6 separate regions of the Mus musculus genome follow, and regions 1, 2, 3, 5 and 6 are each linked to region 4. The links are chromatin contacts, called in public HiChIP or PLAC-seq and promoter capture Hi-C maps. All regions are on one chromosome and are shown on one strand. The core of a region is the stretch at or near the end of the contact, and the rest is flanking DNA. Distances in the headings are between cores, read along the strand shown.

The links. Promoter capture Hi-C pulls out the DNA fragments that hold promoters and counts their contacts. HiChIP or PLAC-seq counts read pairs in DNA pulled down with a chosen protein or histone mark. Capture Hi-C pulls out chosen DNA fragments and counts their contacts.
Region 1: a promoter capture Hi-C map of liver shows a contact between it and region 4, with 3 times the contacts expected there. The contact joins the promoter of Bik here to the promoter of Ndufa6 in region 4. A contact is called at or near these places in 11 of 39 promoter capture datasets (the 3T3-L1 cell line, 3T3-L1-derived adipocytes, HPC-7-derived erythroid cells and 7 more), 9 of 484 Hi-C or Micro-C datasets (cardiomyocytes, cerebellar granule neurons, cerebellum and 5 more), 14 of 115 datasets of contacts at active chromatin or transcription factors (astrocytes, craniofacial prominence, differentiating embryonic stem cells and 9 more) and 1 of 9 other capture datasets (liver).
Region 2: a promoter capture Hi-C map of liver shows a contact between it and region 4, with 2.2 times the contacts expected there. The contact joins the enhancer-like site here to the promoter of Ndufa6 in region 4. A contact is called at or near these places in 6 of 39 promoter capture datasets (cranial neural crest, fetal liver, hippocampal neurons and 3 more), 4 of 115 datasets of contacts at active chromatin or transcription factors (astrocytes, embryonic forebrain, embryonic midbrain and 1 more) and 1 of 9 other capture datasets (liver).
Region 3: a contact with region 4 is called in an H3K4me3 HiChIP or PLAC-seq map of pro-B cells, with 4 times the contacts expected there. The contact joins the promoter of Tspo here to the promoter of Ndufa6 in region 4. A contact is called at or near these places in 6 of 39 promoter capture datasets (3T3-L1-derived adipocytes, the HPC-7 cell line, cranial neural crest and 3 more), 3 of 484 Hi-C or Micro-C datasets (LSK cells, myeloid progenitors and peritoneal macrophages), 13 of 115 datasets of contacts at active chromatin or transcription factors (T-cell acute lymphoblastic leukemia, astrocytes, bone marrow-derived dendritic cells and 10 more) and 1 of 9 other capture datasets (embryonic stem cells).
Region 5: a promoter capture Hi-C map of hippocampal neurons shows a contact between it and region 4, with 6 times the contacts expected there. The contact joins the promoter of Ttll12 here to the promoter of Ndufa6 in region 4. A contact is called at or near these places in 11 of 39 promoter capture datasets (the 3T3-L1 cell line, 3T3-L1-derived adipocytes, the C10 cell line and 7 more), 1 of 15 datasets of contacts at CTCF or cohesin (large pre-B cells), 2 of 484 Hi-C or Micro-C datasets (the N1E-115 cell line and bone marrow-derived macrophages) and 8 of 115 datasets of contacts at active chromatin or transcription factors (T-cell acute lymphoblastic leukemia, astrocytes, bone marrow-derived macrophages and 5 more).
Region 6: a promoter capture Hi-C map of embryonic stem cells shows a contact between it and region 4, with 2.6 times the contacts expected there. The contact joins the promoter of Parvb here to the promoter of Ndufa6 in region 4. A contact is called at or near these places in 1 of 39 promoter capture datasets (embryonic stem cells) and 1 of 115 datasets of contacts at active chromatin or transcription factors (pancreatic cancer cells).

Annotation. Positions count from the first base shown.
Region 1 is chr15:83,525,383-83,529,324 of GRCm38.p6, forward strand. Bik (BCL2-interacting killer) reads left to right here and starts at 1,480. Exons shown (of 5, transcript NM_007546.2): 1 at 1,480-1,554.
Region 2 is chr15:83,442,417-83,446,372 of GRCm38.p6, forward strand. All of the region lies in intron 1 of Pacsin2 (protein kinase C and casein kinase substrate in neurons 2), which reads right to left. Among named protein-coding and RNA genes, the nearest start is that of Pacsin2, 20 kb to the right of the region's middle. Within about 2 kb of position 2,170, at least 48 of the 459 cell types and tissues checked have an H3K27ac peak or open chromatin away from gene starts, as enhancers often do. A contact at or near this core is called in liver, where this site is marked.
Region 3 is chr15:83,561,409-83,565,546 of GRCm38.p6, forward strand. Tspo (translocator protein) reads left to right here and starts at 2,165. Exons shown (of 4, transcript NM_009775.4): 1 at 2,165-2,236.
Region 4 is chr15:82,351,792-82,355,689 of GRCm38.p6, forward strand. Ndufa6 (NADH:ubiquinone oxidoreductase subunit A6) reads right to left here and starts at 2,500. Exons shown (of 3, transcript NM_025987.3): 1 at 2,290-2,500. The coding sequence starts at 2,437.
Region 5 is chr15:83,593,820-83,598,007 of GRCm38.p6, forward strand. Ttll12 (tubulin tyrosine ligase-like family, member 12) reads right to left here and starts at 1,338. Exons shown (of 14, transcript NM_183017.2): 1 at 1,130-1,338. The coding sequence starts at 1,291. Gm52182 (a long non-coding RNA gene) reads left to right here. Exons shown (of 2, transcript XR_003951515.1): 2 at 518-1,627.
Region 6 is chr15:84,229,589-84,233,681 of GRCm38.p6, forward strand. It overlaps Parvb (parvin, beta), which reads left to right and starts at 2,455. Exons shown (of 13, transcript NM_133167.3): 1 at 2,455-2,598. The coding sequence starts at 2,484.

The sequences.
Region 1 (3,942 bases), core at 230-2,729, 1.2 Mb after region 4:
CTTTGTAATTTGAGACATGGATTCTCAGCCTGGTGGTAGTAGTGGTTGGTGCATGCTTTTAAACCCAGCACTAGGGAGGCTGGGGCTGGCACATCTCTGTGAGTTCCAGAAAAGCCAGGGCTACACAGAGAAGCCCTGTCTTGAAAAAGCAAACGAACAAATAAACAAACCCCTCCAAATAATGAATTCTTGCTATATTGCCCGGAACCTACCCAACTTCCTAGTCTCCCCAGCGGCAGGCCGTTCAGGGATTGAGTCACTGTGCTAGCCTCCCATTTGATCAGCCTGTTGCCTTGGGGATCTTGCAGGCTAAATATTTTCACTCACCCCCTCCCCTGGGCCCCTAAGTCCCCATCTGACCTCAAACTGGCCTCCTTCCTCCACCTTGTCTACTGTTTACAGAACGCATCTGCTGACCGGTCAGGTCTTTCTGGACTGTGAGACCCCTTGTCACTGCCTCTCTTCTCTCAGTCTCAATTTTCTGCAAATTCATCTGCAAAATGTATTGGCAGAGAGGCTTCAAGGTCCCCTGCCCCCAACTCCAGGTTGTGACAATCCCTGATGGCTAATGGCCAAAGATCAGGGTTCAATTTGCTTCTGGGCTTGGAGGTGACAGAAGGACCACAGAACTGGAAAGATCTGAGTGGCAGGATTGGAAGGCCTCTAAGATTAAATTCTGCCGAGGACCTTCTAACATGTGGGGGGAGGGGCTGCCTTCCCGTGTCAGGAGAAGATTTAAGGAACCCCAAATATCACCACCCCTCTCCTGACAGGAGAGGGAAGAGTCCAGCTGACTACTTGACAAAGCACGCAGTAGGAGGCACCTGCCCCAGATTCTGACCTCTGCTATCCCGAGAGGAGCTGACTTGGGATAAACAAGTTTTGTTGTTGTATAGATAGTGGTTACTTTGTAATTCGGCCAGTGCTCCATCTTTACTCACCTCGGAGCCCCTGCTCCAGGGCACTGGAGACTGAACTCCTCCCACTTCACCTGTAATTCTAGATTTCACCTCCTACCGATCCTCTCCTTCACCCTAAGTCTTCGCCAAAAGGAGGGCTGGGAGAGCTCCCTATACACCGGGAGAGAAGAGAGAGGGGAAAGGGGGAGATTTGGAGGTGCAGTGCGGAACTTGTAGCAGGCGGGAGCAAAGGGAAGCCACAGAAGCACCAAGCCTTTAGGAGTACTATGAGGACCAAGTAGACAGCCCTTGCTAAGGTTTGGCCGCGGCGATGGCAGAGGCGGCGTCTGCGGAAAGCACACTCGCAGACGCACTGGCGGGGACACAGTAGCAGGTCTACAGGCGACAGAGGAATGTCTGCAAGCTAACGACTTTAAAACAGGGGTTCTGTAGCTACTTATTGGGACCGGGGATTTGGAGCCCCGGAGGGAGGAGTTAAAGGGGCGGGACGGGGAGGGCGCGGCCACCTATCAGGGTCCAGCCCGCCGCTCACAATAACCCGCCTCCAGCCAGCGCCCCCGACTCCGCCACCGGCGTCCCAGCCGAGAGGGTGTTCGGGCAGTTCGCCCGCCGCTACGCCAGCTCAGCTTGGCAGGTAAGCGTCTTGCAGCCCTAGCCCAAGTTGCTGGAAAGTTGGGGACCCGTGCCCAAATCCCTCGGTGGCCCCGGCTCTGAAACGTCCCCTCTGCGTCTGACACCCCAGAAGGTGCTAGTCTGGTCCGCGTGTCTCGCTGTGCGTCCATGCACTGGGGTGGCCCTTGTGTCCTGGTTCTAGGGCGCGCTGAGCAAGTGGCCTTCGTTGTCGCTGTGCCCTGGTTGTCGAAAACTTAGGGGGAGCAGCTTGAGACCAGGGCGCGGCACTGCCACAGTAGGGCGGCCAGGCTGAGCCCGGGCCGCAGGCGGAAGATGGCGTCGGCACCTGTCTCCGCGAGGACCGGAGAGTTCGCATCTGTCCCTCCCTCGGGGATCCTGGGATTCGCACCGTCCCTGCCGCGACCTGGTAATTCACACCTGTTCCCGACAGAATCCAGCTTCGCATCTGTCCTCTCTGGGACCCGGGGATATAGGTCTTCGAGGGGCAGCAGAAGGGCCTTCTTAGGCGACCTGGGTAGTTCAGACCATCATTTCCCCGAAGCTCCTAGCCACCTGCCTGCGCCCAGGCGCAGGGACTGGGAGTGCATCCGAGGGGCCGGCAAGGTCGCCGGTGTACCAGCCACAACCAGCACTGGGGGTTCAATACTTGTGTCACTTTTCCACCTTGTGGCCTTCAGGATGCGGATGCAGGTTGTTTTATAAACTTAATTGCTGTTCTGAAGTGTACTGAACCACCCCTACAAAGTGTTGTTTATTGTTGTTGGCGTTGATGCAGGTGATAACACTGTTACAGGGGTTTGGAGCCAGCTGCAGCTCTCAAGAAGGCTGGTCTCCTACCTACTTTGGGGGATGGGGGAGTTGTCAGTGAACCTTAATTTTAACCTCAGGGAAGCAGGCCTCATTTCAGATAGGCTTATGTCCCAACAGCTACATAGAGCTGGCTCCTTCAAAGCCTGGAGGGCTTTCTTAGAGGCCACACCAACCTCTCTACCTGTGACCTACTTTCTGTTCTGACTGTGTAGCTTTCTACAGGCTCCTCCACCATTCTGGACCTCAGTTTGTTGAGTTTGTAAACTGCGTTGTGGTTTAGCCTGGTGGGGAGGGACCTTTCCCAAGAAGTGGCTGAGTAGCTCGGCAATGCTACCTTGATTTCCACTAGGTTGGGGCATGTTTACTGTTGCTCCTTTACAAGTATACACCTAAGGGTCACCTGGGGTCCTTGGCTGCTTTTGGATCTAGTGTCCTGCCTAGGGCAGGTGGCACTCGTGACCTCCCAGCCTTGCCCCTCCCCACATCTCTCACTCCACCCTGCCAATTTTCTCCCCTCTATACTCCAGGATTTGAGACTTTCTTTGTTTTGTTTTGAGGCAAAGTTTCATGTAGCCTAGGCTGGCCCCCAGCTCACTATGTAGCTGAGGATGGTCTTGAAACTCCTGATTCTCTTACCTTCACCACCTGAGTTCTAGGATTCCAGGTATAGTTACTGTATCCAGGTTATTTGTAGCTGGGGATGGAACTCACAGCTCTGTGTATACTACCATTGTTTTCTTAAGTAAGGCCTCACTATGTAGCAGAGGCTAGCCTCGCATTCTCAATCCTTCGGTTTGCTTCCCTAGTGCTGACTTTTAGTCTGCTTTCTGTTGCTAATAAGATACAGTGCATTGGGTTGGGTTATAAAGAAGTAAAATTTATTCTGGCTTGTGATTCATGTGGGGTTGAGGGCCATCTTGGGTGACTCCCTTTTGTTGGCAGAAGACATACATTGTACATTTTACCCACCTCTCAAAGGTCCGGCCTCTAAACCCCACAGTGAGGTTGAGTTTCCCCTTTAAATACCTCACAAGGGGATTAAATGTCAACACCCCAATCTTTGGAGACCCCCAGGTCATATCTAACTACAGCGCCTCCCCTTCAAAGTCACAGAGCTGCTGTTTCTCAGTTGTTCCTCCAGAGTTAGGTTTTAAAGGTTGTCTGTGCTTTGCTCTTTTTCTATTTCGGAGACAGGGTCTCACACTTTATAGCCCAGGCTGTCTTTGAACTCTCAATTCTCCTGCCTCTGAGATCCTGGGGTTATGGGTCTTTATTGCTTATTTTTTAACTTTCTTAACTCAAAATGTGCACCTTTGCCAGAGGATGCTGGCTCTCATCCCGAGCTGGAAAACGCAGTGTGTCATTTTTCAACTTGGTGACAGGCTCATTTAACTTATCTTCTAAGCTGAACCCTAGTTAGCATTTTAAAGTTAGCTAGATCTGTTTTGTTTCCAGATCTGGGGATGGGACCCTGGGCTTTGTGTATTTTAAGCAACAGGGGGCCAAGAAGCAAGCAGGCCGCCTGGCTTACTTGGGGCATGGGATGCTGAAGGCTCAGTAAAGGGTCTAGGTAAGAGCC
Region 2 (3,956 bases), core at 920-3,419, 1.1 Mb after region 4:
CTGGCCCAACCCTCCCACCCTTCCGTGACCATCACCACCCACTACCACTCCCCCACACCACCCCCAACATACACATCTACTCAGACTAGAAAGCTTTCAAGGTCAACAATCCCTTGCCATATAGTCTCAAGGCAGGCAACCTCTAGTTGGATTCCCTTTTGAATGACTACAGAAGGATAAGCATTAGACAAAGGGAAACAAGAAAAAAGGAAGACCAGAAGTACTCTAGAGATTATGAAAGAGGGAAATGACGCTGCCAAGAAGAACTTGCCCAACATAAGAGGAAAAGGACCCAAGCCCAGGCAAGCAATTCTGCTGTTAAAAGTGGCTGCCACCTTGCACACATCCCATCTGGTTGGGAGAAAGTAGTAGTCACTCAACTGAAACAGCCACATGGCACCCATGAGCCAAAGGCAACATTAATCCAGTCAAATGACATTAAACACACCAAAATGACCAACGTCCCCTGGCTCGCACTCCTTGCAGTCCACTGCAAGGACAGCCCTCACACCTGGGCTGCCCATCCCCACCATGAACTCAGAGGACTTTTCCAGGCCACAACGTCCAGAGATCAGAACAGCAATAGACAGTCCCTGCTTACAGGATGTGGACTGCCCAGTGGAAAATCGAGAAACACAAAAACCATGTACAACAGGATGGCCCCTGAGGTAAGACACACTGGCCTGAAGAATGACAAGAACCAGCCAGGTGAAGAACATTCTAGGAGCTGAGAAGCACATGTGCAAAGACCCTAAGAAGAGGCAGAAGGCAGAACATAGGCATTTGTCTCTGCATTCCATCTCTATTCTCGCCTATACATCCTAGGAAAACCTTCCTGAGGCTCAAGTCAGATACCACCCCATTCTTCTGCTTAGAAATCTCCAGATTCCCATAGCCCAGACAACTAAGACACAGACCGCTTCTGTGAGTTTTATAAATAAGTGTGCAGCTCTATATACATTCAGATACTAAAGTTGCTCCATGAAAGCCCTGACTAAAAGAATCTCTCCTTTATGGCCCACAAGGCTGCCACACCCAATGCTTAGTTCACAACTCTGGAGAGAGATGGGATTCTGACTCTGCATACTGAGAGTAATCCAAGTTCAAATCTTGACTCAGTCACTTACTAGACATGTAAGTTGAAAGATTTCTTTTTATTTATGTATTCATGTGTGTTTCTCTGCCTTGTGTGTGCAGGTGTCTCTAGAGGCCAAAGGAAGGACTGGATCTTCCAGAGAAGCTGTCTGCTGTGGGTGCTGGGAACCAAGCGTGGGTGCTCTGGAAGAGCGTCAAGGATCTTAACTGCTGAGCTGTGTCTCCAGGCCCCGGGCAGGCACTGACAACCTCTCTGGCCCTCTATGTACAATCACAACCCTGACCATATAGAATTGCAGTAAGAATTGGAGCCTAAATATGCACGGCTACATACATACATCCAGGCTGCTCAGGGTCCCATAGGAAGAGCTCTGCCTCAGGTATCTAGACAACACCCCTCAACACAGCAGCTGGCTTTTCCCTCCAGGACTTCATTACAAATAACTCAAAATAGCCCACTTTCCTTCCAACAACCACTACCCCACTGACCCACACCATCGTGTTCAGACCAGTAGTCACACCATAAGGCCTCTAAGAATTGTATTTTAAATACCCACTTCCAAAGAACATGGAAGAGAGCAAAAAACTTGGGTGTGCTAGGGAGAATAGAGGGCACTGGAATGTCTCTCTTTTCTTCTTTACATGTATTTGTTTGTCTGACTGTCTATTTCTTTGGGAGCTACATGTATAGAGACAGAGGACAACCCGATGGAGGTCCTCCCAAGCACCTTTCCCTGTCTACCACTGCCAAATGCCCCAGAAAGCTCTCACGCACAGGGCACTTGCTGAAGAGGCACACTCAGACTGAACTGGTAAGCTGGACTGGAAACAGAAGTTGACAATGAGATAAACCTGAACTCATGTTCATGTACCCCAACCTTTTATGCCCCTCTACCCCGCCTGTGTCCCCTTTCCTCTTCTACATCCCTACATCCCTTAGCTCCGTGAAACACCAGGCAATCAAATGAGATTGCTCAATCCTGTTCCTAGTTAACTAAAAGAAGATACTACACAGTGACTGAAACAATCTGGTTCAAAGGTCAGAACCCCAAGAGCCTGTAGGAATGTGCCTCAGGTATGCAAGCCAGGAATCCTCCCCGCACCCTCCCTGAACTACAGCCGAACAAGAGCTAAGCCAGGCAGCTGCAGGCCTACAGACCAGCGAAGGCAGCAATGTTCCTAAGCCACTCGGAGCGGAAGCACTGACTTCAGAGACACCAGCCTTGAGCCATTCTAATCAACAGTGGCCCAACCCCTGCATTCCAAAGAAACACTGCAAGAACTCAAATGAGTCTTTGAACTTACTGTCCAAACTCCCACAGCAGACACATTTGGAGGTACTACTATAGGAATCGAATCGCTAACTACAGGAGTTCAATTCCCACATCCCACAAGGTAGCAGGAGAGAACCAACCCCCAAGAGTTGTCTAACTGCCACAGACAAACTGGGGCACGTGCATTTCTGCACTCACACAAAAATAAAATATACGTTTGTGTTAGAGATACGAATTTTTTATCCGGGGGGGGGGGTGGAGGGGAAGAACATATATAAGCTTAAACATCCATGATCTAAAAATAGACAACCAAGGAGCTGGGTGAGTGGCTCATCCCTGTAATTCCGGTATGCCAGAGGCAGAAGCCAGAGAACCGTCCCAAGTGTGAGACCAGCCTAGTCTACATAGTTCTAATGCCATCCCACATCCCAGATTCTATAACACAGTGGGACCCCACCTCAGTAATAGGAAAGAAGAGAGAAGGGGAGAGGGAAGTGGGAGGAAGAAAGAAAGAGAAAGGACAGTCAGTATAATTCTCATCTTAAAAAAAAAAAAAAAAAAAAGCAGTAAGCCCAGTGCAACCTAGACAGCCCCTCCGCACACAGAGAAATGATCCCCAAGCCGCAGGTCCTCACCAGGCCCCTTTGTAGATTCCATAACCATCCGCTTATACCACTGCAAAGCTAACGCCTGGGCTCCATTTTAAAAAGACAGAGCATCCTCAGCAAATCCTCTGGGAAATGAGGAGCAGTACACTAACTAGAATGGCAGGCAGTCCTGGAGAGGAAGGCGAAGTGAGGACAAAGACTGAAGGTGGGGGGCAGGGGAATCTTGGAGGAAGAAACGCAGGAATGTGCAGAGACATTAGGTAGGCAGAGGCCATTCTACAAGGCTGGGCTTTATTGTGAGGGCTACCAAGAGCCACTGAAGAGCTGTACTTTCAATCCTCTGACCCTTCTCTTCTCCACTGCTGACAATGAAGACTGGGATGGCCTAGGAACCACTCTTTTAAGAAGAGGAGTGCAAGAATAGCAAGCCAACCAGTCCTTCAGGCTTTAATAGGCAAACACACAGCCCAAGGGCTCCCGACATGTGGGCTCCTCCGAGCCTCAGTTTCCTTGTCATCTGCTCAGAGGCTCATATGAAGCTGGCTGGGTACTTGGAGCAAAGTGGAGAACCCCTATAGGGCAGACGGTGGCATTAGAAAGACCACAGCATCCCACCCAGGCCCAAAGCAGAGCAAACATTCCACTTCCTGGGAATGGCAAGCCTAGAGACTGTCCAGACCTCTCTTTGACTAAGAACAAACACCGCTACTTACACAGGCATGTAGCTGGCCAAGAATAGTCAGAGCATGGAGGAGCCAGGTTCACTCACCCCACTATTAGGCCCCTCCTACCCAAGGTAGCCTCCACACAGCCACATCCCCAGCCTAGGAGCCATCCCACCTACCCAGACACAGAAGGTTTATTGTACCCTCACTTCTCTGTGCTGGCTCACCTCTGGAAATGAGACACTACCCAGGAGCCACCAACAAGGATGTCCATAAAGCCTCTGTGTCCAGGGCTCTGTGCAAACCTGAGTAGG
Region 3 (4,138 bases), core at 915-3,414, 1.2 Mb after region 4:
TGTGGAAGCCAGGCATGATGGTGCATGTCTGTATCCCCAGCACTTGAGAAGTCAGGATCATGGGTTCAAAGCCAGCCTGGATTATACAGGAGACTCCAAAAATAAAGATTAAACAAAAATGGGAGCTGGAGAAATGGCTCAGCAGTTAGGAGTACTAGCTGCTCTTCCAGAGGAGCTGGGTTCAATTCTTACAACCATCTGTTTGTTTGTTTGTTTGTTTGTTTGTTTGTTTGTTTGTTTTGAGACAGGGTTTCTCTGTGTAGCCCTGGCTGTCCTGGAACTCACTCTGTAGACCAGGGTGATGTCGAACTCAGAAATTCACCTACCTCTGCCTCCCAAGTGCTGGGATTAAAGGTGTGCGCCACCACGCCCAGCTCTCACAACCATCTCTTAACTTTAGTTCTAGGATGTCCAAGGCCCTCTTCTGACCTCTGTGGGCACCAGGCACAGACATGGTACGCATACATATATGTGGTAAGATACCCACACGTGTAAAACAAAAAATAAAAAGGTCAGGTCCTTTGATTGCTGGCTCAGTGGACTAAGTTTAAACTCACATAGGAGGCTGTGCTTGTAAAATTTCAAATCTTTGCAGCCCAAATTTACATCCACAGGCTGTAGCAAGAAGGTAGTAGCAACAACAGTCGAGTGCGCCAGAGATGTATACAGTTGCATACTGATGTCATAACACACAGCATGAGGCCGCTGGACCACAACCCACTTCCAAGGATCTGAAGGACAGAGGGACTCTGGCAAGAGCTCTAGGAGGACTAGCCAACCTAGACAAAATGAGCCACTGAGAGGGAAGATGCTTCAGTTAGTTTTCTGTTTCTATCACTGAATGACATACTGGGCCATTTATATAGAGTACAAGTTACCGTCCTCAGGGTTGTAAAGTTCAAGGTCAGAAGCTGCATCTCACAAGAGCCTCCTTGCTGGTGGAGACTCTCTACAGAATCCAAGGGATGTAGGGCTTCATCTGACAAGAGGGGCCCTATCCGAGAACCTGCACTGGCTGGCTTTGATACCAGACCTACACTCAGGATAACCGATGGATCTATTCCTGAATGAATCGTGAATGGATAGGGGCCACACCGTGAATCCTTGGGACATAGTCACCTCAAGGTCCACCTGGTCCCACTTGGTTTCACCTCTTGATTCTTCACAACGGGGACTAAATTTCCACCATAGATCCCCTCCCCCAGCTCCCTCTCCCCCTTCCCGGTGACAGTCAATCCTTTGCAAATACACAATAGGACGTGAAACCTATCCAGGAGGCAGACAAGGGTACGCCAGAGGGGCGCAGAGAGACTGAAAAGCTGTAGGCACGTACAAGGCATGTAGAGCCGTTGCCGCAGGGATTGGCAAGGCTGCAGAGGTGTGCTGAGAGATGTCTCAATCAGACCGCCTTCGGCTGCTGTGCTGCTGGTTAAGAACAGGAAGCCCGGGACTGGGACGATACCTTAGTGGGTCGCATGCTCACCTTTACCTTGCAGACACCAGGATCTGAGTTTCATTTCCAGAACCTGTGTTAAAACCCTGGGTATAGTAGTACACAGTTATAATCCCAGGGCCCAGGAGGTTGAAACAGGCAGATTGGTGGGGCTCCTTGCCCAGCCAGCCTACTCTAATTGACTCACAGGAAGAGGTTGAGGGCTGCCAGCAAGTGGGTGTGGCCAGGCATAGCGCCTAGGGCCTTACTAACACAAGAGGCAGAAAGCGGTTAGTTTTGTTTTCCTTTATTTTGGGCAGTGCTGGGGATTGAAACTCAGGGGCCTTTGCGTGCACAGAAAGTACTCCACAATGGAACTATATCCCAAGTCCCTCATTAAAACAAACAAACAAATAAACAAACAAACAAAAAACACAAAATACGGATAAGATGATAGGTAGAATTCAGCCAGGCACAGTGGGGGGGGGGGGGGGAATATAATACGCAGCTCAGACTGACTGCGAGCTCACTGTCATCCTCCTGTCTCGGTGTGAAATACAAACATGTGCCACCTCTGTGGCATTCGTTGTCTGCCTGTCTGCGATGCATCTCTCCCCTCTGTGTCCAGGCCCACGATGAGGAGAGAAAAAAAGAGGGGTGCCTGGTTGAGGGCGGGCCTGGGAAGGCAGGGTGCCTCCGGGTGCGGCGCAGGGCGGGGCGGGGCGAGGCGGGGTCAGCGGCTACCAACCTCTGTGCGCAGTGTCCTTCACGGAACAACCAGCGACTGCGTGAGCGGGGCTGTGGGTACGTGAGACCCTGACGGCGGGGAGCCAAAAGGGAAACTGAGGCCAGGTCCAAGCGGGAGGGACTCCTCCCGAGGATGTGCTGCTGAGGCTGAGGGTGTTTGGCCTTTGGGGACAGCGGCCAATGTCCTGTGCCTACCTCGGTGAGGCAGGAGTTGGCTGCTGCAGCTGGAGGCAGCTGGGCGGGAAGAGGAGATAGCCTCTGGCTGCTGGGAATCCTGCTTCCCCTGCAGAGGAGTTCTGGGATCCGTGGGAAACCGAGACTATGCAAAGCCCAGGAGCCAGGATTTGAGCGGCAGCTGCCTAAGCCTGCTTTGAGATCAAAGCCTGCATGTGTGGTGTGGACGCTTCTCCTGCGTAGTGATTTGTGAACTTGGGTACTGCGTGTGTGTGCCTGGCCGTCTCAGGGCTGAGACCCGCCAGCGTCTAGAAACTCTTGATAGTGGTAGGTACCTGAGGGGTGAGGCCGACAGACAGCAGGCTTGCTTTTTAAGCTTTTCTCTGATCGGAGTTTTCGGCTTCTGTTTGTGTTCCCCTTGTTAGGGGGTTGTGCAAGCGGCGCCTTGAAAGCCAGTTTTGTTTGATAAAGTTGCCACTCCGCCACGCCATTTCCCCACACCCCAGACCTCATGGTGACCAGTTCCTGCCGGTCCTAACTGACCTGTTGCTGGCGCGATGATTACTTTCAGAATGAGAAAAGCTGGCAAAAGGTATAAGGAGGATTTGCAAGTTCGTTAAAAACAAAAAGTCCTAAAATTCCTCGGGACAGAAACGGCTTTGCTGGAAGGAAAGCTCAAGGATGGGAGGAGCTTCACGCAGTGGACGGAAGAGGGCGTGGCCGGCTCCCTTCTGTTTCTGGGTCATAGTCTCTAGGGAAGCCCCAGGGCAACAGGTACCCCAGGCCCATTGGCTCTGACCTAGCTTCACAGATAGCAGCCTAGGAGAAGGAGGGCTCAGGCATCCTTTCTGGCTGTCCTACTAAGAGGTGGGGCCCGAAGCTCTATGGAGTGATGGTGCTAAGTATGGAGAGGGCGATGCTGTTGGCCTGTGTCCATCAGACACTGAGAAGAGAGACAGCCTGTGGACCTGATCCTTGCCCAGGGCATTGTATCCCAAGGGAAGGTGACCGAGAGTGGCCGAGTGTCATTGTGGATGTAGAGATACCAACCTGGAATGTTCTACAGTTTCCCCATCAGTTTCTTTCTTTCTTTCTTTCTTTCTTTCCTTTCTTTCCTTCTTTTTTTTTTAAAGATTTATTTATTTATTATATGTAAGTACACTGTAGCTGTCTTCAAACACCAGAAGAGGGCATCCGATCTCATTACAGATGGTTGTGAGCCACTGTATGGTTGCTGGGATTTGAACTCAGGACATCTGGAAGAGCAGTCAGTGCTCTTAACCCCTGAGCCATCTCTCCAGCCCCATATCAGTTTCTTTACCTGGAAGGTGACACTAGCAATAAACCCTTTCTGGGGACTGTGGATCAAAGAGAGGTGGCTGACCCCTGCCCTGTGGCTGCTGTGGGGAGTACATGAAGGTTTGACTGAGTGAGTGAGTGCCTTTGAGTAAGGCTTGGCTCCTTTACTGAGGCCCTGGGGTGGTGACCATCGAGAAGGCCTACTACCATACTCTCCTCTGTCTAGTCCTTATTCTTCTGTCCAAGATGCTCTCTGGAAATGAAAAGGTAGCCATCTCCTCCTCCCCTAGAGGAAGCAGCTGAGTGGTCCCTGAACTGATAGTCACAACCCTGGGTGGAGTTTTCCAGGGAGGTCTTGGTGTTCTGTCCTTCCTTCCTGGAACACCCCAAGGACCCTGAGCAAGCTGGTGACAGGGTGAAGCTTAGGATGTTACATGTCTTCTAGAAGAGACCGAAATAAAGGGTGAGTGGGTGGCTTTGCCCCTC
Region 4 (3,898 bases), core at 1,250-3,749:
CAGCAACCATGTCAGGCAACTCAAAAACCCTGTAACTCCAGCTCCAGGGACCCACCCATGCCTCTGACCTCTGCGGACACTTGGGATTTACCTGCACCCTCCCATACACACACACACACACACACACACACACACACACACACACACACACACACACACACAACTTTAAAAAGTAATAAAATACATTTAAAAAGTCACAGTATTCACCAATCTATTAAGTCAGTGGCTAAACAGTGGCACAAACTCAGGTGACTGAACTTAATGTGCTACATGGGTGTCCTTTGGAGATTAGGTTGTAAACTGGACTTAGTGGTAACAGGACTGTAAACCCAGCCTACAGGCTGGAGGTTTGCCGTGGCTGTGTATGGTGCTATGAATCCACAGCAAGATCTTGTTTCAAAAGAGAAAAGCAGGCTTTAGTCACCCATCCCCTGACACTCAGCCTTCGGCAGATTTGCTGAGGACACCAAGGATACAAAAGGATCACTAGGTGTTAAACATTCTGGCTACAGAGGTCAGTATATTCATTTAGTGAAGATACCTTGTGCACTGGCCATTCTTGTGACATGTCCACTCTGATCTATAAAACTGCAATCAGCCAACCATGGTGGCAGATGCCTTTAATCCCAGAATTGAGGCAAAACCTTAACAAAAACAAAAACAGTGCTGGGCATGGTGGCGCACGCCTTTAATCTCAGCACTCGGGAGGCAGAGGCAGGCGGATTTCTGAGTTCGAGGCTAGCCTGGTCTACAAAGTGAGTTCCAGGACAGCCAGGGCTATACAGAAAAACCCTGTCTCAAAAAAACAAAAAACAACAAACCAAACCAAAACACAACACCCAAAAACAAAACCAAGCCCGGTGTGGTAGCACAGAGGCAGATGGCTCTTTGAGTTCAAGGCCTGCCTGGTTTACGTAGCAAGTTCCAGGCCAGCCAAGGCTACAATGTGAGACGCTGTCTCAGAAAAACAAAACAACAAAAAGTCACAAAAACACAGACAAAATCATGCTGTGTCTAAATCAGGTTTGAATCTTTTGTTATACTCCAATTCAGTGATTGCAGAAATGGTGAACACTAGGCTAGGTTCTGAGAGAGCTGTCACCAAGGTCAGTGCGCACACAGGGATTTCAGGAAAGAACTGTACAATGACAAACTGAGACAAGTTTAAGTTGAGACAGAACCCGTCACTCAGAATCTTAGTATTTGTGAAGCATCAGGCCCAGAGACTGAAGGGTGCAGTATTATAACTACTGTCAGGTAAACTCCAGCCTGAGGTGGGCATGGTTTTTTTGTTTTGTTTTTTCTCCAGTCTGTGTTCTAATAACTAAGAGGAATCTTCTCCCATCAGTGCCTCCCCCGAGTTTTATATCAGTTACTTAAGTAACCTATTTAATACAGTAACTCCCGGAAGAAGACAGTATTATGGCCATTTCACAGATGAGCAAATACCGGTGAAAAATCTTACCCAAGGTCACACAGCTAATAAAGGTCGAAACTGAGGACAGTGTGGCTGCCTCTCAAGCAGTGCTGAGGCGTGCTGTGGAGCTGTTGTTACTCATTGGAAAACGCCTTTCCCCTCAGATCAGCTCAAGTTAAATACATGTCTACTCAACAACAAAAGATGTCCCTGACATATGTAGGACATTTGAACTCTCGCTAACCCCCTTTTAAAATCCACTACAGTGGCAGCATTGAGGGAGACAACCAAGATTGCAGATTCACACTCGCCACTCAGGTGAACAGACTAGATTCTCCCACCTACGGGAAAAGGCGTGTTTTGCAGCAGAAGGGGGTTAGACTTCAAAATTCTGGGGCAAGCTGATCTAGTGAGCAAAGCTGGGGAGCTCTGAGGGGCCATTTCGTCTGGAGGCTTCAAAGGGCAGCAGGCAGCTACTGGGTGACCTTCGTCAAGTCGTTTCCCTCTCGTGATGCAGTTTGTTCTCCAGACTAAGTAACAGATAACTGCTAAAGCCCTTCGCCACTTTAGTTACAAAATCGAATGGGCATCTAGAACCTTCTCTGGAACTGTAAAGCTGGGTTCAAGAAGCACCCGGGGCTAGCTCAGGACCGCGGACGCCCCTCCCAGGGGCTCCATAAGAAATAAGGAACAAAGGCCACCAAAGCAACTGGGGCGCTCGGAAGCCCTGTCCCGGTGTGGGGCACTCTGGCTCGGGTGACCCCCTTCCCCCGAAGCCCAGGGCTCGTTTCTGTCCCACTACGTGACCTCAGCTCGGCCGAGAGACCTTGGGCAGGTGCCTCCGGCGCCCCGAATGCACCCCTGCCTCTCACCGGTGTTCGGCACCTCCCGATACCAAGCGCGGTAGAGCTCGCGCACCCTCCGCTTGGCCTCGTTCAGGTCGCGACTGAAAATGGGCTTCACCGAGGTACTGGCTGCCGCAGCAGCAGCTTGGCGCAGGCCGGTGGCCGCGGCCGCCATCTTGCCGAGGAAGCCCCGCCCCTTCAGCGTGCGCACGCGCGGTGCCACGGGACTCGCTGCCGTGCCTCCTGCAGTGCAGAGGGAAGGACTGACTGGACTAGGGCTCTCTGATTGGCTGGAAGCCTCGGGCTCTGCAATGCGCATGCTCTACCGCGGAAACACCGATCCGGGGTTGGCTCGTTCAACGGCGGCGCTGAGGAACCACCAGGAGGCGCAGCGTCGAGGCTTCAGGCAGCGGTGAGGCGCTCTGTCTGCTCTTACCAAAAGTTTGTTCCTTCAGCCAGGCGCCGTGGTTGGCAGGCTCGGAGGAGAAGACCTCGGGCATAGATAACGGTGCCAGGCGGCAATGGCAGTCTTTCCGCAGCAACAGTGCGTACTGCTGAGCATATTGTGTATGTGCTTCCGGAAAACCGTTTTCTTGTAGACATGGTGTCGATCGCAAAAGCGCCTCTGGCTTGAGCTTTTTGGCGTTTCTCAGCCCCGTTTGTTTACTTACTTCATGCCATTGTTTTGAGTTGTCGTCTCACTGCGCCTGGCCTGGAACTCACTTACGTAGACCAGCCAGGCTGGCCTCAGAGCTTGCAGTGATTTCTCTGCCTCTGCAGGTTTGTGCCCACAGCACTTGCGGTTGCCTTTTTGTAAATAAATGTGTGTGGGTGTTTTGGATGTTTGTATAGGTGTGCGCCACGTGTGCTTTTTGGAGTCCATGGAGGCCAAAAGAAGGCTATGGATTCCTCTGGGACCGACGGTTATGATTTGCTTTGTGGAGCTGGGAATTGAGCCCAGGTCCTTTGGCAGAGCAGTTAGAGTGCTTAAGCACTCACTGAGGCATCTCTCCAGCCCCGCAGTTACATTTGACCTTGCACTCCACATTTCCCCTGCTTCAGTCTCCTTAGTGCTACTTCACCTAGCCTAATCATTTCCATTTTAGACTAGGGATTTTACATCCCAAACCATGGAAGCTATATCTACCTCTGTATCTAATCTATATCTATACTCTATGGTATATATCTATATATATTCGCTGCTATATAAATAAAAGCTGAAGAATTGCTGCCTAACGACATTCTAATATAGTAAGTGCACCATGCTTTTATGGATATTTTTGTGGTGATTTGAACAAACAGTACTTCCAGTCAAAGTACAATGCACACAGATATGCTCAGCACACAGCATTTAAACTCTCATGGAGGAGAGCATGGCAGCAGGCAGGCATGAGTGGCCTTGAAGCAGCAGCTGAGGTCTTACAATAGAGAAAGACTGGGCCGGCCTCTAGTCACTTCTAGTGACACATCTTCAACAAGGGCCACATACTCCAACAAGGCCACACCTCCTAGTCCTTCCCAAAACAGTTCCACTAACTAGGGACCTAGCATTCAAACACATGAACTTATGGGGCCCAAACCACCACATTATTGATTTTTGTTTTTTTCTTTTATTCTCTCCCCTCCTTTTTGAAAC
Region 5 (4,188 bases), core at 88-2,587, 1.2 Mb after region 4:
ACCACGTGAGCAGAGAACTTAGTGACAGGGAGTAAGTAACCCTCTGTAAGGAGGTGCCACTGACAGATGAGCCTCGACCAATGATGTAGTAATATCTGATAATCAGACTGAAGTAGAGAAATCACTTAATACTCCACCTACCAAACCGGTCACTACAGCTGCTTGCCCTGGGGCTGACGGCCAGTTATAACCTCACGGTATTGCCCAGGACCATCAACAATGTAACACTAGCACAAGGCTGGCTCCTCCTCTTTTACTGTCCCACAGGGCTAAGGATTGAGGCGCCTCCCAACCGCCAGCATGCTATAGTGAGCTGCAGTACAGCCCTACGTATAGGCTTAACCAGGAAATATCTGGCCCATACACAGTGTGGAACTAGATCAAAGAGGGTAAGCCTACCCCATTGAGAGGCACCGGGGAATCCTAGCTTTTGGACTCTCCCAGTCACCTGAAGGCTTAGTGGGTCTCAGATAGGAGGTGGTGTCCTGTGAAAAACCAAGCTCTTGCTTCGCAAAAGACCCTCCGCCCAGCCTAGCAGCTGCTGTCTTCATCACCCAAACCCTGTTCTCCGACGGAAGAAGCCGGGCACCCCGTGGAAGCCTAGCTCAGGTGAAGGATGGAGCCATTCTCTCAAAAGATGGGGGAGACCTTCTAAACCCTCTCTTAGCGTCGTCTCCATGTCTCAGGGCCTCCATTCTCTTTAGTGTACAAAGGGAGACCTGCTACTCACGCCGTGGGAAACAACTCCACAGAGTTCTACGGACTAAGCAGAGCTGCACAGAGCTGACTGAAATGATGCCGGTGTAGCTTGAATCTAACAGGAGCTCCTGCATCCGCCGGAGCCTCAGTTTCCTCATCCGTAAGTGGAGTCGCGAGTTCTACTCTTAATATATCAACCGAGGCGTTGGGATGCTGCGAGCCAAGCGCATGCCGGTTTGCAGGTCCCTGCGCATCCTCGGCGGGCCCATAACCCTGCAGGATGGCGGCACAGGCGCATCTCTCGGCCTGTACCCTTCTGACTCCCAGGTACATCCTGCTCCTGAACTTATAAGTGGCTCCCCTTCAGAGCTGCTGAGCTGTGCTCCCCACTCGACCGCATAGCCTGCCCGCAGCCCGTGCCATCTCGTACCTCGTGCTCCAGCTTGTGCAGAAGGCGGCCCCATAGTCGCTCTGGGACTCCCGAGGCGCGCAGCGTAGGGCCGTGCAGCGACACGAACTCGTCCAGCAGCCGCGCGTTCAGCCTCTCGGCGCGGCCGGGACTGCCAGGCTGCGGCCCGGACTGGATCTCCATAGTGCTCGGAAGAGCACGGCGCCGCCCACCGCAGGATTTAAGCGGACGGCGCGCACGCGCCTGCGTCCTGGGTTGCGAGGTTCCAAGAGTGCGCACGCGCGCTGGGGGCGTGTCTTCTCCATTCATCCCAGGACTGCCGCGAGGGATTCTGGGAACGCTGCTTAGAAGCCCCAGAGAGTCAGAATCAGGAGAGATTGTCCTCAAGGAGCCGGTGAAGCTGAGATGGGGAGGGGGTCGGGAAGAGGCAGAAGGTGCTCCCCCTTGCGCTGGTTGCAATCTTGTTTCGCCTGAATTTTTTTTTTAATTTTAGTTTAAAATTTTTATTTTTTTATTTTACGTGTGTGAGTGCTTTTATTTTACGTGTATGAGTGTGTATGTAAGTGCATATATGGCTCATGAAGGTTAGGAGACTGCGTCAGGTCCCTTGGAACTGGAATTACACATGGGGTGCTGGGATCCAAACCGGGTCATCTGCAAGAGCAGTTAACTACTAAGCCATTTTCCCAGACTTGTTTTGTTTTATTTTGTTTTGGTGTGTGTGTGTGTGTGTGTGTTTGTGTGTGTGTCACAGCGCACTTGTGGAAAGCAAAGAACAAAACATTGTAGAGTCTGTTCTCTTTCCATTTTTATCAAACGCAAGTCATTAAGATTGCATGGCAAATGCTTTACCACTGAGCCATTTGCTAGGGCTTGGTTATCATCATCATATTGCCACAGGGTCACATTCAGCTCAGACTAATCTGACCAAGAAACTCACTTTGTTTCGAAGGCTGGCCTTGAACCCTTCCTCCCTCCACCTGTCAAGCATTGGGAGACACCAGCGTGTGGGGATCCTAGTTATATCTCAAAGGTGGACAGATCTTTCTAGGGATTGGAGGAGCCTTCTCAGTCCTTGGAATGCCTTGTTGAATTCAAAGGTTGTGATAACTTGGTGTGCCATCAAAAGGGTTATTCCACAAGTGCAGAGATCAGCTTGCCTCTGCCTCCCAAGTGTTGGGATTAAAGGCATAAGTTACCACCTCCAGCCGCTTTCTTGCTTCCTGTCTATCGAGGAAAAGAGAGCCCTAAATTCAGAGAAAGACTCTGTCTCAAGAAATTAAGCAGAGAAAGGCAGATGAGGATACCCAATATCTTCTTTTAGCCTCCACTTGCACATGGCACACTCCCTCCCTGTATGCATGGACTCATATACCCACAAGCCCTCAACAATCAATCAATGACTGCATGGATCATTTCATCATATAATTTGCTAGATGGAGATGAGATAGAGGGTAGTTTAAAATTTTTTTCAATAGATGTATGTGATGGTTTGAATATCCTTGCATAAGAGAGAGAAACTGTGAGGACGGGGCTGGGTGATTTTGGGAAGTTCGCCAAGCAGCTTCCAGCCAGCAACACAGACTCTCTTCAGCTTTCAGAGAGTCTGTGTGTATTCTCTGGTGGAATTACCTTACAACAGCAGAGGTTAGGAGAAGTTCTGGGTGTTCTAGATCACCTGGAACTGGAGTTATGGATGTTTGAGAACAGATATGGATGCTAGGAACTGAATCCCAGTACTCTGTGAGAGCAGCCAGTGCCCTTAACCACTGAGCAACCTCTCCAGCCCCCTTTAAGGATCTAATGCTGCCTTCTCCGATTGCTGACTCTATGAATAAAGCACAATTTTAGAAGATTCCATCCCTGTCCCTGGTGACTGGCAAGTATCACTAACCCTGGTGCTCTAGTTAGATAGCCTAGTGTTGGCTGTTTGCCTCCACCCCAAGGGCAGGGGGCCACCATGGGCTAGGAAACAGCAGCGGCCTCTTTCTGGATCCTAGAAAAACCTCCCTCAGTTTTACCTAGCAAATTGAATCGATTTGTATTCAGACTTTATTCAGGCTTAAGGCACTTTGGACTTTTTTTTTTTTTTTTTTTTTTTTTTTTTTTACCCTGGCAGTGTCTCACTATATAGCCCTAGCTGTCTTGAAACTCACTATGTAGAGCAAGTTGGCCTGGAACTCACAAGAGATCCATTTGCCTCTGCCTCCCAAGTGTTGGGAATCAAGTTGTGAGCCACTACACTTGACTAGACTATGGTATTTATTTATCAGTCAGTCGGTCGGCCTATCTATCTATCTATCTATCTATCTATCTGGCTTTTTTGAAACAGGGTTTCTCTGTGTAGCCTTGGTCATCCTGGAACTTTCTCTGAAGACTAGACCAGCCTCTAACTCAGAGATCTGCCTGCTTCTGCCTCTTAAATTCTGGGATTAAAGGCCTGTGCCACCACAGCCAGGCTTGGACTATGATTTTTGAATGCTGCTGGTTCTAGTCTGTTCTCATTCCCAGGTTATTGCGTTTTGGGATATCTGCCAGAGAAGACTGCTCAGACAAAGGTTTAAGCTAAAAAAACAAACAAACAAACAAACAAAAAAAAAACTTTATTAACAGTTCAGGATCATAGAGTAGTCCAGTCCCTGGCCTTTCTCAGGACGAGTTTTTAAGCACATAAACCATATGCTGGGTTGACACATTTCAGTTAGCATGGACAGCTAGCCAGAAGCAGAACTTCTAGCCAAAAAGCAAGGTTGGTACATATAGAGGCTTTCCCATAACTATGGACTTTGACAAAACTCTGGTCTTTGTTTTTGTGTCGACTGGTGGTGCTGTCTCTGTGCTGAGTTGTAGCAGGCCTGAATGGAATCATGGCATCAGGTCTGGGAGCTGTAAAAATTGGTTTGATTCGCCTCTAATTTTAAAATTCTTTTCTGTTTTGTTTTGTCCTGCCAGATCTCTGACTGAGAAAGGAGGTATCACAATTTCCATTCCTGGTAACAGTCCCCTGAGTCATGTTCAGCAAATACATCTAACTGTCCTTGTGTCTGTATGAACAGAATAAGCCCTTGCTGTCTCCTTCC
Region 6 (4,093 bases), core at 1,205-3,704, 1.9 Mb after region 4:
ATAAATCTTTTTTCAGAGGTAGAATTTGATCTGTCTTTACAGTATTCAAAGTAGAAACTAACAAAGGAATTTGAGTCTTCTGTGAGCTTGCTGGTGTCCGATAAAATAGTCACATCAATTTTTGAGTCAATGGCCTCTCCCTGTGCCCAGAACAGCATCTGAAGCCTGCATCTCAAACCTTGGCCGTTCTGTACCCTACCAGGACCAAGACAGCTCTCTTCCATTTTCTTTCTGGTTCCCGGGTCCTTCTCCTTTGCTCCATCCTGGTCAGTGATCCTCCATCTAGAGTATGCTGGGGCCTCCCAAAACAGTATGCATGTCTTGTGGGAATTCCTCTAGTGGGTTCCAAGAAGCCATGGGAGCTGGGGATGTATGATGGACAGCTTGCGTCCAGCTCTCAGGTCCCACCGTCTCTGTCCTCACCAGCTGTGTCCCCATCTCACAGGGGTGTCAGGACCTACATTTATGATCTTTCAGTGTCTTCCCAGCTTGTTAGCAAATTCTGTCTTGAGATGGAGATGCTTTCAAGACCCCTTTGGGCCTTTCTGTCCCTAACCCTGGCATACCAGGAGTTTGCCAATATTATCTGAAAGTTCTCTTCCTTCTGTCCCCCTTCCCTCTGACATGCCTTTGCCATGTATATTAGTTGCTTTGCCTGTTACAAATGCAACTTAAGGAAGGGTTCATTTTGGCGATTTGAGGGTACAGACTGTCAGACTGGGGAAGGCAGGATTCTACTCAGGTCATTTTCTCCTGTGTGTGTGTCCTTTTATGTCCATTATATAGCTGCTGACAGAAGATGTGACCCAGATCAAAGGTGGATCTTCCCACCACAAAAGATCTGAATTTAGGATGGGTCTTCCCCCCTCAAATGATTCAATTAAGAAAAACCCCTCCCAGGTGTGCCCAGCTGCCAGTTAGGTTTTAGTTAACTCTAGGCGTAGTCAAGTTAACAACCAGGAATAGTCCTCACACCTTTTTATTCAGTTTGGAGCCCAGCTCCTGGGACTGGGGGTGGGGGGTGGGGGGTGGGGGGTGGGGGTGGGGTGCTGCCCACGATTGAGACCTGGTGTTGTCTGTCCCTCCTTAACCCAAAGGAGATAGATAATCCTCTGGGTACATCCAGAGCTTTGTTTCCAAGGTGATCGGAGTTCTCCTCCGGTTGACAATCAGATTAACCACTGTCACGTGGGATGCAGGGAGTTTGTATTTCTGAGATTTCCGGGATCCTGGGGTCTCAGGCTCCCTGACAGTTATGAGAGGGAAGTCAGCCTGGGAAAGCCAAGTAAATGTCCCGTGCTGCCAAAGAGGGGTGTGCTTTAGTAGAGATAAGAGCAGCCAGGAACTGGGCCAGGGTGAGAGATGCCTGGCCCAGGTCTGTGAGTTTTCTTCCTATCATAGTGGAGGGAGGCAACACTTTTATCTTGGTCTTTGGAAACCATCCTTCCCTAGCAACTCTCTCTTCCCTATTTCTTCCCAAATCCTGGCCCTCTCTGATCCTTCTCCTCCTAAGGGGATCCCCACTGTGCCCATCCCACCCTTGGCTTGTAACTCTTTAGATACTGGGCACCCCATTCTCCATGACAAATCCCAAGGAGAGCCCAGGCACATCCTAGCTGAACAGCCAGCTTGGCTACACCCCTTCTGCCAGCGTCAATATTTCCTGCACTGAACTGAAACCGCTCGCCAGAAGGAGCGAGGCTCTGAGCCAGTACAAAGGGAGAAGGAAGAAACACCTCCCCCTCACACACACCCCCCTCCCAGCAGATTAGGTGCTGCCTGCGCCCCGGCCCTGATAGCTCCTATCTCTGCTGAGCCACGCAACCACCCTTCTGCTGGAGCCACAGGCCATTTGGTTTTCCCTCTGCCTACGCCTCAGTTCTCATGCTGCCTCTACCCCGCAGCGTCTCTAGAAACACGTTCATTTCGCTCCTAGTAAACCTCCCTGCCTGGTCCCATCCTTGTTCATCATCTACTGTTCCCAAATCAGCAACAATCAATTTTGTGCAACACAAACCTGGTCATGGCTGTTAGCCTAGCATCCTTCCCTGGGGCCTGCGCTCTTCCTCCGGGTGCCCATGCTGCCCGGATTCTTCCAGCCCGTGGCTCCCATGGAACTCTTTGGCTGGGCTTGCCTTGGGGGAAGGGTCACTGTGTATGAGGCTACTGTCCCACAAAGGCACCCACTACACCCAAAGCATCGACTCAAGGGATGCCCTAGTCCTGCGCCAGGATTCTGGCAGAGACTCAACATCTGACCGTACATGTTTGTGGGACTAATTGATTCTGGGCTTCCAGCACGGTGAGGCTGCACAAAAGGGGGCCGGTCGTGCCTGGCACTACGCGCAGGGTCCTGCTGTATTGCGGGCGGGGGAGCTCAGCTGCAGCACCGGGACCTCGGGGTCAGTAGGCAGGGGCGGGGAAGCCGGGGCCGCGCCCTCCTGGCCACTCCCCGGCCGGCGGTGGGTGGCGCGCACTCGCTTATGTCCTCCGCGCCACCACGGTCGCCCACCCCGCGGGCCCCCAAGATGAAGAAGGACGAGTCTTTCTTGGGCAAGTTGGGCGGCACACTGGCAAGGAAGAAGAAGACCAGGGAGGGTGAGTGTGCCCCTGCGTCCCTTTGGCGCCAGCCGGGTGCCAGCGGTGTCCCCCGTGTGTCCGCTCCCTGCCCGCCTCGGCGGCGCCAATGAGCCCTCCTGTCGCGCTCAGGCTACGCGACCTTTGGGACAGGCCGGTCCCTGTCCGTAAGACATTTGCAGTGCTGGCCCAGTGCATAGGACGTGCGTTCTGCTCTGGACACAGGCCTAGCAAGCTACTGTTCCTGTGCTCATCCTTGTCGTGTGACACTCTCGTCACAGTGATTGGACACATGCTGGTAGAGAGGACCGGCTACTGTTTGCGTGATGCCTGCAAGCATGGCTCCGTCCCTAAGCTGGGAGTCAATGAAAGGGCACAGGACACACAGGCCAGGAGCCTGGGGAAGCCTGGAACCAGTGCAAGGGCAGGGGGCGGGGGGGAGGGGCGGGGGGGGAGGTCATGCCCCCTGCGCAGGAAAGTAATTTTAAAACGACTTTTTACTTTCAAAACTTTTAAAAAACAAAACTGCAAGGGATGTAACTTCTCCGCCTCTGGCCAGAGCCCTAAGGTACCGCAGTTCCCTCCCCTCCCCTCGCAGAAACATTCCTGAATTTTCTATTGTTTTGTCCTGGAGGCTCTTGCCCTTGGGCTGAGATTCCGGCAGCTCACGAGGAATGGGAGGGGCTTTCTGAGAAAGGACAGGTAGAAAGAAGCTTCAGAGACAACACTTCCTGGGGACCCCCAAGTTAGGGTGTGCTGAGGGTCTCCTCCAGCCACTGGAGCCACACTGACTCCCAGAAAGCCTGGGCCTCCAGGGCAAGCCCTGCCTAAGAGGTGACTGATAATCACCCTGTGGGCCCAAAGGACCGGCGTGAGGTATTTACTCATAAAGGGACCTCCAGGTCCTAAATTATGGGCAGACTCATTCTGGCCTTTCAAGGTGTCTTGAAAGGCAGGGCATGTGGGGAAATGCTGAACTTCTTTGATAGAACCGGTGAAGACACTGTGGGTCCCACATTCTGCCCAGACTTGCCTTCCCAGGCCTTCAACCCCAGAATGCCCTTTACCAACCTAGATTGTCCAGGGGGCAGGCAGGCCTGGTCTTCTTCCTAGGGTTTATTGCTAATCAAATGGGCTCTTCCCCTCTCAAGTCTTCCATTCCAGACCCTTCAGGTTGGCCTGCATCTCCATCAGTATCCTAAATGAGACCGAAGTCCTTGTCTCCCTTGGTCACCCACTGTTGTCTTTGGTTTCTCAGTGCCGACGTTGCCATCCTGCCTAGAAATCTATTTTCTTTTCAGGAGTTAGGACAGTGGCAGACCTGAGTTCTTTCCATCACCTGTTTTGTTTTGTTAAATTTTGTTTTTGTTTCTTTGTTTTTATTTTTAGTTTTTTTGAGACAGGGTTTCTCTGTGTAGCCCTGGCTGTCCTGGAACTCACTCTGGAGACCAGGCTGGATTCAAATTCAGAAATCGGCCCGCCTCTGCCTCCCAAGTGCTAGGATTAAAGGTGTGCG